Linked DNA regions of Mus musculus: regions 2 and 3 are each linked to region 1. A link is a contact called in public Hi-C data. All regions are on one chromosome and are shown on one strand. The core of a region is the stretch at or near the end of the contact, and the rest is flanking DNA. Distances in the headings are between cores, read along the strand shown. Region 1 has its middle 19 kb from the start of Gm23902. Region 2 holds the start of Dars (aspartyl-tRNA synthetase). Region 3 overlaps Dars (aspartyl-tRNA synthetase).

Region 1 (4,524 bases), core at 1,100-3,599:
TTGGCTAGTCTGGCCAGCCTGCTTGCCCTGGGGATGCTTTGTCTCTGCTTGCCAAAGGCTGGGGTAGCCTGCAGCTGCTGGGACTGCACTGCATGGCCTTTCAGTGGTGAGGGTGCTGAGGATCTGCCCTCTGGTTCTCACACTTGGCATGGCAAGTATCTCCTCCCCAGTCTTGTCTAGGTGTTTGCAATTCTTGACATAAAACAATCCCCTTCTTAACCTGTTTTTTTTCCTTTGAACTTTTTTTTTGGGAAAAAAAAAAAAAAGCTGGTTAGCCCAGTAATCTGATGAATTCTAGCTCCAAATAGGGAACTCCTTCTGGGTTTGTCTTCATATCCTTTCCTCTTGTAGTCAGCAGGGATGGTCTAGAATAAAGAAACCTCTAACATTTCTTTGTAATGTCTGGGCAGGGGCATGCCCTCATGATAAGGAAGTTCTGCCTACCACAGACTGGACCATGCTTTCCTGAAGGGGCCTGACTTCCTGATTCAGATAGACTCACGAAGGGATAGTGCCTCTGAGCAAAAATAAGTTTTAAAAATAAAAATATCAAGAATTACAGATGCCCGAAACGGAAGCCCGTGGAAAAAGCAATATGATGATAGAGAAAACAGTAAAAGACTCTTTAATTTTTTTGATGGGCTTTGCTTGTTAGCTATGCTTTTTAAAAAATATGGTCATGTATCTCATTTTCATCTTTATTATTAATGTGTGAGTACGTGTTCCTCTGTGTGTGTATATATATGTGTTCCTCTGTGTGTGTTCCTCTGTGTGTGTATGTGTTCCTCTGTGTGTGTTCCTCTGTGTGTGTATGTGTGTGTATATGTGTGTGTGTATGTGTGTGTATGTGTGTGTGTGTATATGTGTGTGTGTGTGTATATGTGTGTGTGTATATGTGTGTGTGTGTATGTGTGTGTGTGTATATGTGTGTGTGTATATGTGTGTGTGTGTATGTGTGTGTGTGTGTGTATATGTGTGTGTGTGTATATGTGTGTGTATGTGTGTGTGTATGTGTGTGTATATGTGTGTGTATGTGTGTGTGTATGTGTGTGTATATGTGTGTGTGTATGTGTGTGTGTGTATGTGTATGTGTATGTGTGTGTGTGTATATGTGTGTGTGTGTGTGTGTGTGTGTGTGTGTGTGTGTGAGTAGAGGCTGGAGGACAGCCTTGGGCATTAGGCTTAGGAACACTGTCCAGCTTCATCTATCACTGCTCTGAAACTTGCCAAGTAGGCGCCACTCACAGGCCATTGAGCCCCAGAAATCCACCTGTCCCCACCTCCACAGCACTGGGATTTGTGCTTATATTCCAACCTATCTACATAATCAAACATAATTTTTAGGTGGCCTTGCTTTGGCAGACATGATCAAAAAAGTTCCTTTTAAGTTTTCCTGCAGTAAGAAGGCCAAGGTAGATCATTGGAGGCAACAATGAAAACATAAAAAGTCTTCTGGAGAGACAGCTCGGCTGGTGAAGTGCCTGCCAGCTGAGCATGGGAATCTCAGTCCAAATCTCCAGCACACATGCAAAAGCCAACCTTGGAACTGTGAACCTATAACCCCAGCACTCAGGAGGCAGAGACAGGAGGACCCCTGGACACTTGAAAGTCAGCTAATGTTTCTGGATGGGTGGGGCTCTCATCTCAGGAAATAAGGTAGAGAATGATAGAGGAAAATGTTCTTTATTGACCTTTGGCTTCCACACACACCCATGTGCACACTCACACAAACACATATACACCAGGACCAAAACAGAGAAGAAAAAGTTCTCCGCTATGACCAGTATTTCAGATTCATTTATTTTCCTAATAGTGACTGTCTAACCCTGCGCTTTGAGCTTCCTAACCTAGCTTCCACATTTCAAGGTCTGATGCACAGTTCCTTGAAACTTAATTGACATATTAACTTTGAACCTTCAAAGAAAAAACAGCTTTCACTCTCGCATGGTCACATATGCTTCTTTCCATACAGAACAGGCTTGGCCACCTTTGCGGAAAATGAGATAACTCATCTTTTTCATAAATGCATTAAACATCAAAAGAACCAACTATCTACCAGGTAGTATTCAAAGGCCAGCTTTAAAAATCAAGAGAGGAATGAAAGCCAAGGTTTTGGCCCAGCAAACAGTTGCGAGAAACTTCTGTCACAGGGCACAAATGTTTCCTGTTTCACTTTGTGCTTTTGGGCACACTGGGCTGAGTCTTATAATTGCTTGCTTTATTTACTGTGGTCAGTTGGAGTCTTCTTTGGCTCTAGTGTAAGTGGAGTTAGCTTAGGCTACTCAGATGAGCTATTCAGTAACAATGCACCACACTCTGGTGTCAAGGAAGAGACATGGCACTCCTGTGAGAAGAACCCAGTGACCCAGTGTGGTTGGAGGCATGGGATGTTTTCCACAGGGCAGAGCTGAGTCACAGGAGCCTGTTGGATTAGGGTAGCCTTTGTCACCCATTAAAACCTCTGTCTTCCATGAAGCACTCTCTGTTTTCCATTGGTCCAGGCCTGAGATGTGAGCTGGCTTGGACCTCAATCCTCTCAAGCTGTGTTTTCTGCTTTCCTCTCTTGCTAAAGTGCCAAGTCTTTCTCACAGCACCTGTCTGAGTCTGTCAAACGCATCCTTCTCTTGCTTTGTGTTTTTCTTCTTCTGCCCTCTTCCCTTACCCATTCTCTTTTGTCCTAGGAGTAACCAAAGCTAGGCATGTCGATATCTTGTCTTTTATTCATGTGAACACTCCCAGTTTATGTAAGAAGACAAATATTATAAAAACTCATAGCAAAGGCCTATGAAGACAACATATTCATATTACAAGCGTGACAGCTTGAGTTTGATCCCTGGAACTTATGTTTTAAAAAGGCCAAGATTGGGCTGGTGGTGCTGAGTCTGTAAAGGTGGCTGCAACCAAGCCTATACTTAGGTGATCCTTGGGGCTCGCCTGGTGACAGAAGAGAACCCAACTCCTGCCTGCTGTTCTCTGACTTCTAGACATGTACTGTGGCACACACATGTACACCCACACAAAATAAATAAATATACATAGATAAGTGAATGTATGCGATTTTGTTTTGTTTTTAAAGCTGGCATGTTGGTGCATGCTTATAATCCCCCATGCTAGGGAGGTAGAAAAGGGGAGGCTCATTGGCTACCAACACAACCATGTCCATGAGTTCTAGGCTAGTAAGAAGCTCTGACTCAAAAAACTAGGTACAGAATTCCTCTGGAACCACATCTGAGGTGGTCCTTGGGCCTTCACACTGTGTGTGTGTGTATCCTATACACATACATGCACCCCTATACATGAGTATGCACACACACATGTACATACATATGTACAACAAGTATTAGAAGCAGATTAAGTTGGTGAGAAAACAGGTATGATGTTTAGAGTTATTCCAGGGTCTTAGACCCAGTGTCTCCATGCCTGAGCACTTTATCCCTTGTACAGTCCTGTGGAAGAGGCTGCTCGGCACGACTGGGCTTCATGTTCCTTCAAGCATAACTGATTGATAAGATATTCTAAGTGATGGATGTCCCGAGTTGTGGCTCCAGAGACAAAGATGAGTCAGGTTAACTACTCTCTTCCCGAGAGATTTCAACAGGGACTGAATGAGAGTCTGTAGTGGGAAGGTTAGATTAAGAGAAGCACAGGGGCTTTAGGTGAGTCACCTTTATGGAGAGCAGGAGTTATGGGACAGAGAAAAGATTCAGAGCAAAGCAGAGAGGGGAAGACCCTGCCAGCAAGGGCCTTATTCCTGCCTTGGCAAGAACGACTGTCCAGTTCAACCTCTGTGAGGCCTGCGTCCATTACATTCTGGGCTGGGGAGGTAGCTCAGTGGGGAGGAGTTCTTGTCATGAAAGTAGGAAGACCTGAGTTTGGATTCCTTCTACCCATCTGTATTAGTCAAGGTTTCTATTCCTGCACAAACATCATGACCAAGAAGCAGTTGGGGAGGAAAGGGTTTATTCAGCTTACCCTTCCACAATGCTGTTCATCACCAAGGAAGTCAGGACTGGAACTCAAAAACAGGAGCTGATGCAGAGGCAACGGAGGGATGTTCTTAACTGGCTTGCCTCCCCTGAGTTACTCAGCTTGCTCTCTTATAGAACCCAAGACTACCAGCCCAGAGATGGCACCACCCACAAGGGGACCTCCTCCCTTGATCACTAATTGAGACAATGCCTTGCAGCTGGATCTCATGGAGGCATTTCCTCAACTGAAGCTCCTTTCTCTGTGATAACCCAGCCTGCGTCAAGTTGACACAAAATTAGCCAGTACACCATCTAAAAGGATAAGTTTAATCCTAGGCGGTGTTGGCATATGGCTTTAATTCTAGGATTCAGGAGGCAGAGACAGGAGGATTTCTGAGTCTGAAGGCAGCCTGGTCTATAGAGAGTGTTCCAGGACAGTCAGGCTACACAGAGAAACCCTGTCTTGGGTGTGTGTGTGTTGGGGAGCTGGGTTTAGCTGTGCCTGATCCCAGATGCTGGGGTGTTGGTGGCAGGAGGATTGTTGGGGTTTCCTGGC
Region 2 (4,542 bases), core at 1,316-3,815, 92 kb before region 1:
CCAAATAAAAAAAGACAGAGCAGCCTGAGGGTTTAAAGAGATCTGGTAGAGCAATGATGGCACTTGCCTTTAATCCCAGCACTCAGGAGGAGAGGCAGGTAGCTATCTTTGAGTTTGAGACCAGCTTGGTCTACAAAGTGAATTCCAGGACAGCCAGGACTACAAAGAAATCCAGTTTCAACAAACAAACCAAAAATTTAAAAATTAGAACTGATTGGATTGGTGGTACATGCTAGTTATAAATCAGCACTCAGAGGGGTAGAGGGGAAGTCAGCAGTTAAAAGTCACTCTCTGCCACACAGAGTTCAAGACCAGCCTGGGTAATTCTAATTCACAAGACTCTGCCTCAAACAAACAAACAAACAAACAAACAAACATATTCTTTTCCAGATTAAGACCTACAGGCTGATAATATTTACAGAGTGTGTTAACATCCATAAACCTTTAGTCAACCCTATTTTAAACTTCATGAAGTATTCTAGAATTACAAGGAAAATACTAACCTGGCTTTTCTTGTGATTGTATCATAGAAGATATCCCATATCTCTCTTTAGCATAATCCTAGGGAAAAAAATTTTTTGGTAAAATGACTTTTAATTTAAATACATAAATACAAGTACCTAGAACTACAAATAAATTTGTATTAATTTCCAAAAGTACACTTTTAAACTCAGCCATTTTAAATATGGAAATTTGTTCACTTATGTATGTGCTTACTACAAAGAAAAAAAGCACCCAGTTTCTGGTTATATATTTATTATATTTACATATGTGCATAGATATATCATGCATAATAGTACTCCCAGGTATAACTTACACATGCATAGAATGCTTCTTAACTACCTTATTCCAAGGGAGATTAATCTACTTCAAAGAAGAGATATAAATTTGCCCTGTGAAGGGAGTAAGATGAAGTCCTACAGTTTTATTAACTTCCTATCACAGGAAGAGGTGTTCAAAGAGAACCAACGCTTTGGGTAAGGTTTCTGAGCACCAGATGTTCACTTGTTAGAAATCGGAGCTGTTTGATACACGCTAACTACAACTTTCCTTTTGTAAAACACGACCAGAAAATTCACCTGCCTCCTATTTCTACAACTAATAACAGGTTACATAGTTTGAGAATGGCAATATTATCAAATTTCATGGAGTAAGTTAGGAAGAGGAGCTGAAGTTCAGGCTATAAACTACACTTATTAAACAGTTACGTAGTCTTTCATTTTATCTTACCTTACCTCTACAATGTTCTTAAGTTCCTTCCATTTATTTATAGAACTCTATTATAATGTCTACCATATACTGTATCTTATACCTATACTACTTACAATGGTGTGTTGATAATTTATACAATTAGACACACTAACACACAAAAATAATTTCCTTAAATTTTTTTTTAACAAGGTAGTTTTGAAAGATGTCTGAAACAGTTTCTGTTCTTCTACATTCTCTTGTTGAAATTGTTTCTTCAATATGAGAGAACTGTCACATAATGGTATGTGCCATAAATAGGTGGTGCATTTGAACCAAAGGGGGGTGAAAATAAGAAAAAAAAGTGTTATTGTTTCTATTTAGTACTCACATTTCAGCAGAACTAAATAGTAACTTATTATTCTGAGTTATGATGTAGTTAGCAAATGCTGAATTCCTCCACCAAAAAATTAGGAGCCAGGAAAAGATTAAGACTTAAGTATTACTACAAACACCTAACTTAGAGGATTTCAAACCTTGACTTCTGCAAAGTGCTATGGATCACTGAGGGTTATCTCTGGGAATTGCACTACCCTACCTCACAGAGTCACTGAGAAAGGAAACCAAGATAACACGTGTTGGCAGCTGTCACAAGGAAAAGTCATTAAATACACTGGCAGCTCGTGCTGCAAAGGGCTGTCTTTACTGGCCAGAACATTATGAGGGCTGAGGGTATCGATTAGTGGTGCTTTATCAGAAATGTCCGGGGACTGGGCTGGTGTGTTCCGTGCAGGACGTGCTAACCTAGGAAGGCTCGAGTGAACCTCGCCGCAGCTACTTCCGGTTCCGCGAGCGCCCACGTTTGCCTGTCCCCCCACCCCCAGGAACACGGTTCTTCCAGGCCACGGTCCCAAGAGTTAACAGTCCCGAGTAGTTGAGGCCGCGAGCCCAGGCACGGCCCCTGGGGTCCTCGGGAGCACTGGCCTGCGACGCGACACCCCACGCCGCGGCCTGCGAGTAAAGCGCTGACGGGAGCTACGGAAGCGGCGCCCGGATCGCCCCACTCCCTCCCTCAGCGCACTCCCCGACCCGGGGGGAAAGGAGGAAACCCACTTCCGCCGCGTCCACGATCTCCCGCGGCTTCTCCTGACCCTTACGGCTGGCGTTGGTGCTGGGCATCAGGACACTGGATTTGGGGAGTGGATACCACCCTCCCTCGCAGGCTTCCGTAGGACAGGCTAAGAAGCGGCTCCCTCCCGCACAGTCTCGCCCTCCCAGCCCGGGTTCTAAGCCCCCAGTCTCCGCGTGGAACCTTGGCTTCGGAAATATCGCGAGAGCCACAGCGAGCTCTCGCGCGCCGCCGCCAGCTCCTCCCTCTGCCCCGCCCACGGGAGTCATGGGGCGTGGCCCAGAAGTGGGTGTGGTCTCGCAGGATAGGCTCCGAGGAATCTTCCCTGCAGAGCCTCTTGACATACCTACCCTCTTGGTCTAACTTCATTCCAGTTAATTGTCTTCCCCTTGCTCCCAGAGTCCCTCTTTTTAAATTTAATTCTAATTATTTTAAAGACAGGGTCTGTGTAATGCTGTCTGGCCTGGAACTCACGAGGATCCTCCTGCCTCTGCTCCCTGAGTGCTGGGATTAAGAGTGTGAAACACCACGAGCTTGCTTACTTGTATATTTAGAGACAGGGAGTTGGGGGTGGGGTGAGTATCATTGTTTCACCCTCCCTGGCAGACAGCTTGTCTCGCGTCCTGCCAGCTGGGATCTCCGCTTTTGGAATTGATGCCTTCACTGCCCTGTGGAAGCCTGTCTCTTGGGTCAGAGGAGGTCTCTGGGCAACCTGCTCTGTGTGGGAAGGCAGGATGCTGTGTTAGAGGTAGGCAGGTAGGCTCCTAAGGCAGGATGGAGTACTGTTTTAAAAGCAATAGCCTACAGGTTTTCCTTGACTTGTTGTGTTGTGAAAGGCAATGCATAGTATAGTGTTGGTTGTCTAATGGGTGAATCTTCCCTAAATTAGACTTTTGAAAAATGCTGTCGTTTTTATTGAATGTGGGCTTTGGTAATTCGGGCCTGCAGTTAACAGCACTCAGGAAGCAGAGGCCAGCCTTGTTTGCGTAGTGAGACTCTATCTTAAAACAACAACCAAGAAGGAAAAGTTTGTTGGGATGAAATTTGAAGACTTGATTACATACTACTTCCGGTGCTGGACACAAGCTTTAGCCGTCTTTGTCACATTTTAGCTGTCTGTAGTGTCTTATCTTGACATAAAATGTCATGGTCAATACTTGTTAACAGGATACAATTGGACCCTCCTCCCCAACCCTACCTTATCCCCTCAAATGAAAGCTCTCTGGGAATAACTTTACTTAGATCTGGAATCCAGGTAAGATTTTACTTAGATCTGGAATCCAGGTAAGATAGATATGGTGGCTCCAGAAGTGTAGTTTACTATGTAGTTATAGGTGGGGGAAAATATGGTTCAATTAACTCATCAGTGGTTATAAATATGTGCTTTGTGCTAAGCGTTATATAAACCATTGGCAATAAAATGATTACTGATGGTTCTGGCCAGGATCCTGAGCTGATCTTTCTACTTGACGCAGGCTGACTGCCGAGAAGAGACACATCTTAATCTGCTACTGTTTGCTCAAAACAGAAGAATGTATTCATTCCTTAGGGAATGATAGTGAATACTTATGGTCAATAGCACATTCCATTATAGTCAAGGGATTCCAATGCAGAAAGCATCTGAATTGGCTCCATTTCTAAAAGAAGTATTTATTCTCTTAGCCTTAGTACTAATGTATGCCCTGATCGACAGAAGGCAACATATAAATTCTATTGTCATTTGGTAGGGTGGAATTGTCATATTTCAGTGTGTCCACAAGACTCCTTTTGTTTGTTTGTTTCTTGTTGTTTTCCTGCATATGTCTTACTGTGCTCCTTTGCTTTGATAGAATATTCTTATTTAGGTCATAACTTTGGAGTAACGATGTAAATATGTGTAAGAAATATCAACTATGACTTTTTCTATCGAATACTGTAAAACTTGTGTTTAAAACCAGGAATTCAAATCTGTTTATCTCCCTTTCCTTACAAGACTTATGAAAATGCTTTAGTTCCCTACCCAGTAAAACCTTTGTTTACACAAAGGCTCCATGCTCTAGACTAGGAATTCAATGGCCTGGAACAGTGACCCTTTTCTCCTTGGAGCAGTGACCCCTTCCTGCTTCTTCCATTTCCTGTGCACCAGTTCTTTGCAGACTAGCCAACTGAATAAGACTGTGAGGTCGGACCCCAGCCAATGGGGAAAAGACACAGCTGAGGTAAAATAAAAACCAAATGTACTTCCT
Region 3 (4,265 bases), core at 971-3,470, 110 kb before region 1:
TATTTATTTATTGTATGAGTATACTGTTGCTGTCTTCAGACATACCAGAAGAGGGCATCAGATTCCGTTACAGATGGTTGTGAGCCACCATGTGGTTGCTGGGAATTGAACTCAGGACCTCTGGAAGAGCAGTGGGTGCTCTGAACCACTGAGCCAGCTCTCCAGCCGGGTCACTGGTTTCTATTTGGTACATTACTGCACATTTTTTTCTCTCATTTGCAGAGAATATGGAATGCTTCATAAACTTTATGTCATCATTTCACGATAGTTTGTTGAATTTATTTGTATTTTTTTAAATGCTGAAGAAGCTTAACACACTTTTATTTTGTAGCTCATAAGTCACTGCAATATGCACATCTCTACAGCACTGCCCGAATTATCACCCAGCCATTTCCTTCTAAGTTCCAGTTATGTTTAGTGCTTGAGGCACACAAACACCATTCCATTTACACTATACAAGTGCCCATAAGGTAGGGATTATCATTTAAAGATGAAAAAACAAAACAAAACACCCAGATCCTAAGGAGTTAAATAATCAGCTGACCACAAATAAGTCAAAGGTTATTTGTTACTAAACCAAAAAGTAGCACTAAATTTAAATATATCTTCACACTTGCAAACAATACACTTTCATTCTTTTTTGGAGACCCCCCCCACCCCACCCCCCGCCCCCAGACAGGGTTTCTCTGTGTATCCCTGGCTGTCCTGGAACTCACTTTGTAGACCAGGCTGTCCTCAAACTCAGAAATCCTCCTGCCTCTGCCTCCCAAGTGCTGGGATTAAAGGCATGTGTGCCACCACGTCTGGCTACACTTTCATTCTTAAGACCCTATGGGCTACAATGTTTCTCTAAAGCTTTGTGACACGCCAAGTAATGGGCCACCTGCTAAGAGTTTTCCAATGTTCAGGAATCTTATTACCTTCTTCAATAGCACTGATATAGTTTGATGCCCTAATGTTGTCAACTTCAGCAGAGCTCAGCAGAATCTTTGTATGAAATAATAAGTCATTAATTATATTTAAGCTAGGTGATTTAATGCCATAAACTAGCTGGGAATTTCTGACATCAGATTTCAGACTTAATCTTATGTGTGTATGGAGCTCCTAAGGTCAGAGAATAACTTACAGTGCCAATCCTTGCCTTCTAGTTTGTTTGAGACAGGGTCTTCTTATCATTTTCCTGCTTTGTATGCCAGGCTAGCCAGCCAGAGCTTCCAGGAAGTCTCCTGTCTTTACTCTTCTATATCCCTGTACAAGTACTGGGATTACAGACCTGTAGGATCCTGTGTTCATTATTTACATGGGTGATTCAAAATCAGGTCCATAAGCTTAAATGATATGGCAAATGCTTTACCCACTGAGAAATCTTCCCAGTCTTAGACTTAAGTTTTTTTAAAAATTACTTATACATTTGTACATGGCTGTTTTGCCTTCACACCATATGTGCACAGTGCTTACAGGTGCCAGAAGAGGATGTCAAATCCCCTGCAACTGGGGCTATAAACAGTTATGAGCTGCTATGCAGCTGATAATCAGATCCAGTTCTCTGTAAGAATAATTCGCTCCCTTAATTGTTGAATTATCTCTCCAGGCTTCCTAGATTAATTTTTTGTTGTTGTTGTTTTGTTTTTTTGTTTTTCGAGACAGGGTTTCTCTGTGGATCCCTGGCTGTCCTGGAACTCACTCTGTAGACCAGGCTAGCCTCGAACTCAGAAATCCGCCTGCCTCAGCTTCCCAAGTGCTGGGATTAAAGGCGTGCGCCATCACTGCCCAGCTCCCTAGACTAATTTTTAAAGCATACCTTTATCCAAAATTTCAGGACAGAGCTACATAGTCATTTCTTCCCTAACAGATAGCAACTTGTTCCAACAAAGAGTCAAAGCACGTAGGTTCAAGGAGCAGTAATGAATAACAATGCAAAGGCTTAGCCTAAGCTACCAACTTATCCAAGTGGATAATTGGCTTCTTTGGGTCTCAACTCTAGGTAAGTATTTACTCTTACCAGCAAACTAATATGTTTCCATAGTTTTTAATCTTTTTCCCCTTGTTGACCCAAGTTTGGCCAAGTGCCCGGACCAGTACAGATGTTAATAAATAAGTTTTCTAAGTCAGTGAGACTTCTGAGTAATAGTCTTTCTATTTCACAGCTCTAATAGTTACAATGTAGTAAATCAGAATGTTTATACCTACCAACCAGTGAAATATCTATTTTAGGAGAAATATCTCAAAGGAAGGAAAGTAAACAAAACTAGTATGTAGCTAGGTGACTCACTAGAGAATGAGGAATGTACTTGTGACTCAGCTGCTATCAGTAAATCATTTAACCACAATGACTAATACAAAGAAAAATAAAGCCAAGCACATATATTTATGTACAGAATAAACTTTGTTTTCAGAGTCAAAACAGCCTGATGTTGAGGTAGAGTGAGGATGAAGAATAATACGTAATTCTTAATTTTAAAAACTACTGAAGCAGAGGCCAGGAGAACTCTGTGAGTTCCAAGTCAAACTTGTCTATACAGCAAGTTCCAGGCCAGCCAGGGTACAAGGTGAGAGACTGTCTCTAACAAAACAAACATTGAAATTACTATCCATATTAGTTACAGCTCTTTAAAGCTGCTGCTACAAAATCAGCCTTAAGCCTCAAAAACTTGCATTTATATTAACTGTTGTCCGCTATTAATACTCGATACTGAAAGGCTTCCAGAGCACCTTACCAAAATAAAAACAAACAAATCCAAAAAACTGCCTTTATAAGACTTAATTGTAACTCACACAAATGATAATGAATTAAAAACTTTTTTCAAAAGAAAAAAAGTCCGACTTCTTGCTCAGCTCTTTAAAGAATCAGGTGACAATGTAAAGTGAGGTCAAAAGCTCAGCCCTCTGCTTCCCGAGAAATTCCATTTTCAGAAAGACCGTCAACCATTTCAGACACACAATTAAGATTCTGGCCTTAAAATCCCTATGGAGGCGGATGTGCCAACCTCCCTGTGTAATTCATTCAGCTGCTTCATTTTTCTGCTCATTCAGTCACAAGAAAATTGATCTAACAGATTGATTAAAATGATCTGCTCAAGCGTCCTATGGCACTGAATCTAATTAGTGAGCCAACTTTTGGGTGAGAATATTGATAAACTGGACGATCCCAGGACACATTTCCCTCCACATTAAATTCCAATGTTTCTTTTCAAGGAAAAAAATTTCAAAAGCTCAAAATTAGCAATACAGTTTAGTCAATAAGGACTCAGATTTAATATCTAAAGTAAATGCTAAGATCATTATCTACTTAAGATATTAAAAGTGACCTTGATTTTTGCCTTTTAAGTGATTAGGAAACCCCAGCTGGAACTATCTGATTTGGTATTTTTAATAGTGGAGTCCTAGCTTTTCTCCACCTGGTAAAAGACCAATGGGAATAGGGTTAAACATAGGGCTGTATGGAATTAACATATAAATACCATTCTCCCCCCCACTTTGTAGAGTAAGTTCACTGTTTTATTGTCCAGTGTCCTTGGGTTGCAATCTTCAAAATGGAAACACCTAGAGAGCCAACAGAGTTCAGGTCCTCCCTCTGCAGTAAAATCAGCCACAAGTATTTCATATGTAAAACTGACCCAGGAAAGAAGTAAACACTAAATGAGGGTTAAAAGCAGCCTTTTCTTCATTTCTGCGGGTATTATTTTCTAAACCAGATTCTGGCAGCACTGTTAGCTGGCCCACTCCCTAAGCAGCTGGCTTCCCCCAAACAATGTGCTACAAAATATTCTTTTCAATCACTTCATGCTTCATTGGTCCTCAAATTTTTAACGTCAGCTAAAAACATAAGTAAGCTTTTCACTGTATTTAAGCACAACACCCAGAACTGGTTTAGAAGCTGGTCATGTGTTGTTTTGATCTTAATAGGAGGCCACTGCATATTTTATGGAACTCACTGTTTTCCAAATATTTCTTGGGTAATTATACTTATAAATGAGAGGATAAAAAGCAAATATCCTCAAGAATTCTGCTAACTAATGAAAGTATCTAAAGGCTGTAAGTCTTCAATCTTAACCCCCACTGTCAGGCAGAATATATAGCAACTGAGTGGCAGATCAGGTCACGATCCCACACAATGGCCTCAGTCTGGGTGTGAGAAAAGCACCAGGAGTCTGTAGAACAAGGAACTTACAGACATTGCCCGTCAAGGGGAAGAGAAAGGAACAGAGATGAGGGAGTTCTGGGTGAGGAGCAGGATGATGGGGAGCCTTGAGGGAAGGGTCTAA

What was found. A called contact is a pair of places that touch in the nucleus more often than the background predicts.
Region 2: a contact with region 1 is called in a Hi-C map of muscle stem cells, with 4 times the contacts expected there. The contact joins the promoter of Dars here to the enhancer-like site in region 1. A contact is called at or near these places in 1 of 39 promoter capture datasets (pre-B cells), 6 of 484 Hi-C or Micro-C datasets (the C2C12 cell line, muscle stem cells, myeloid progenitors and 2 more), 4 of 115 datasets of contacts at active chromatin or transcription factors (the SCID.adh cell line, embryonic stem cells and large pre-B cells) and 1 of 9 other capture datasets (liver).
Region 3: a Hi-C map of muscle stem cells shows a contact between it and region 1, with 1.9 times the contacts expected there. The contact joins two enhancer-like sites. A contact is called at or near these places in 3 of 39 promoter capture datasets (the C10 cell line, embryonic stem cells and pre-B cells), 4 of 484 Hi-C or Micro-C datasets (macrophages, muscle stem cells, myocytes and 1 more), 1 of 115 datasets of contacts at active chromatin or transcription factors (embryonic stem cells) and 2 of 9 other capture datasets (adipose tissue and liver).

Annotation. Positions count from the first base shown.
Region 1 is chr1:128,506,667-128,511,190 of GRCm38.p6, forward strand. No RefSeq gene overlaps it. Among named protein-coding and RNA genes, the nearest start is that of Gm23902, 19 kb to the left of the region's middle. Within about 2 kb of position 2,350, at least 8 of the 459 cell types and tissues checked have an H3K27ac peak or open chromatin away from gene starts, as enhancers often do. A contact at or near this core is called in the C2C12 cell line, the SCID.adh cell line and muscle stem cells, where this site is marked.
Region 2 is chr1:128,414,851-128,419,392 of GRCm38.p6, forward strand. Dars (aspartyl-tRNA synthetase) reads right to left here and starts at 2,566. Exons shown (of 16, transcript NM_177445.5): 1 at 2,302-2,566; 2 at 504-561. The coding sequence starts at 2,367.
Region 3 is chr1:128,396,986-128,401,250 of GRCm38.p6, forward strand. All of the region lies in intron 4 of Dars (aspartyl-tRNA synthetase), which reads right to left. Among named protein-coding and RNA genes, the nearest start is that of Dars, 18 kb to the right of the region's middle. Within about 2 kb of position 2,221, at least 103 of the 459 cell types and tissues checked have an H3K27ac peak or open chromatin away from gene starts, as enhancers often do. A contact at or near this core is called in muscle stem cells, where this site is marked.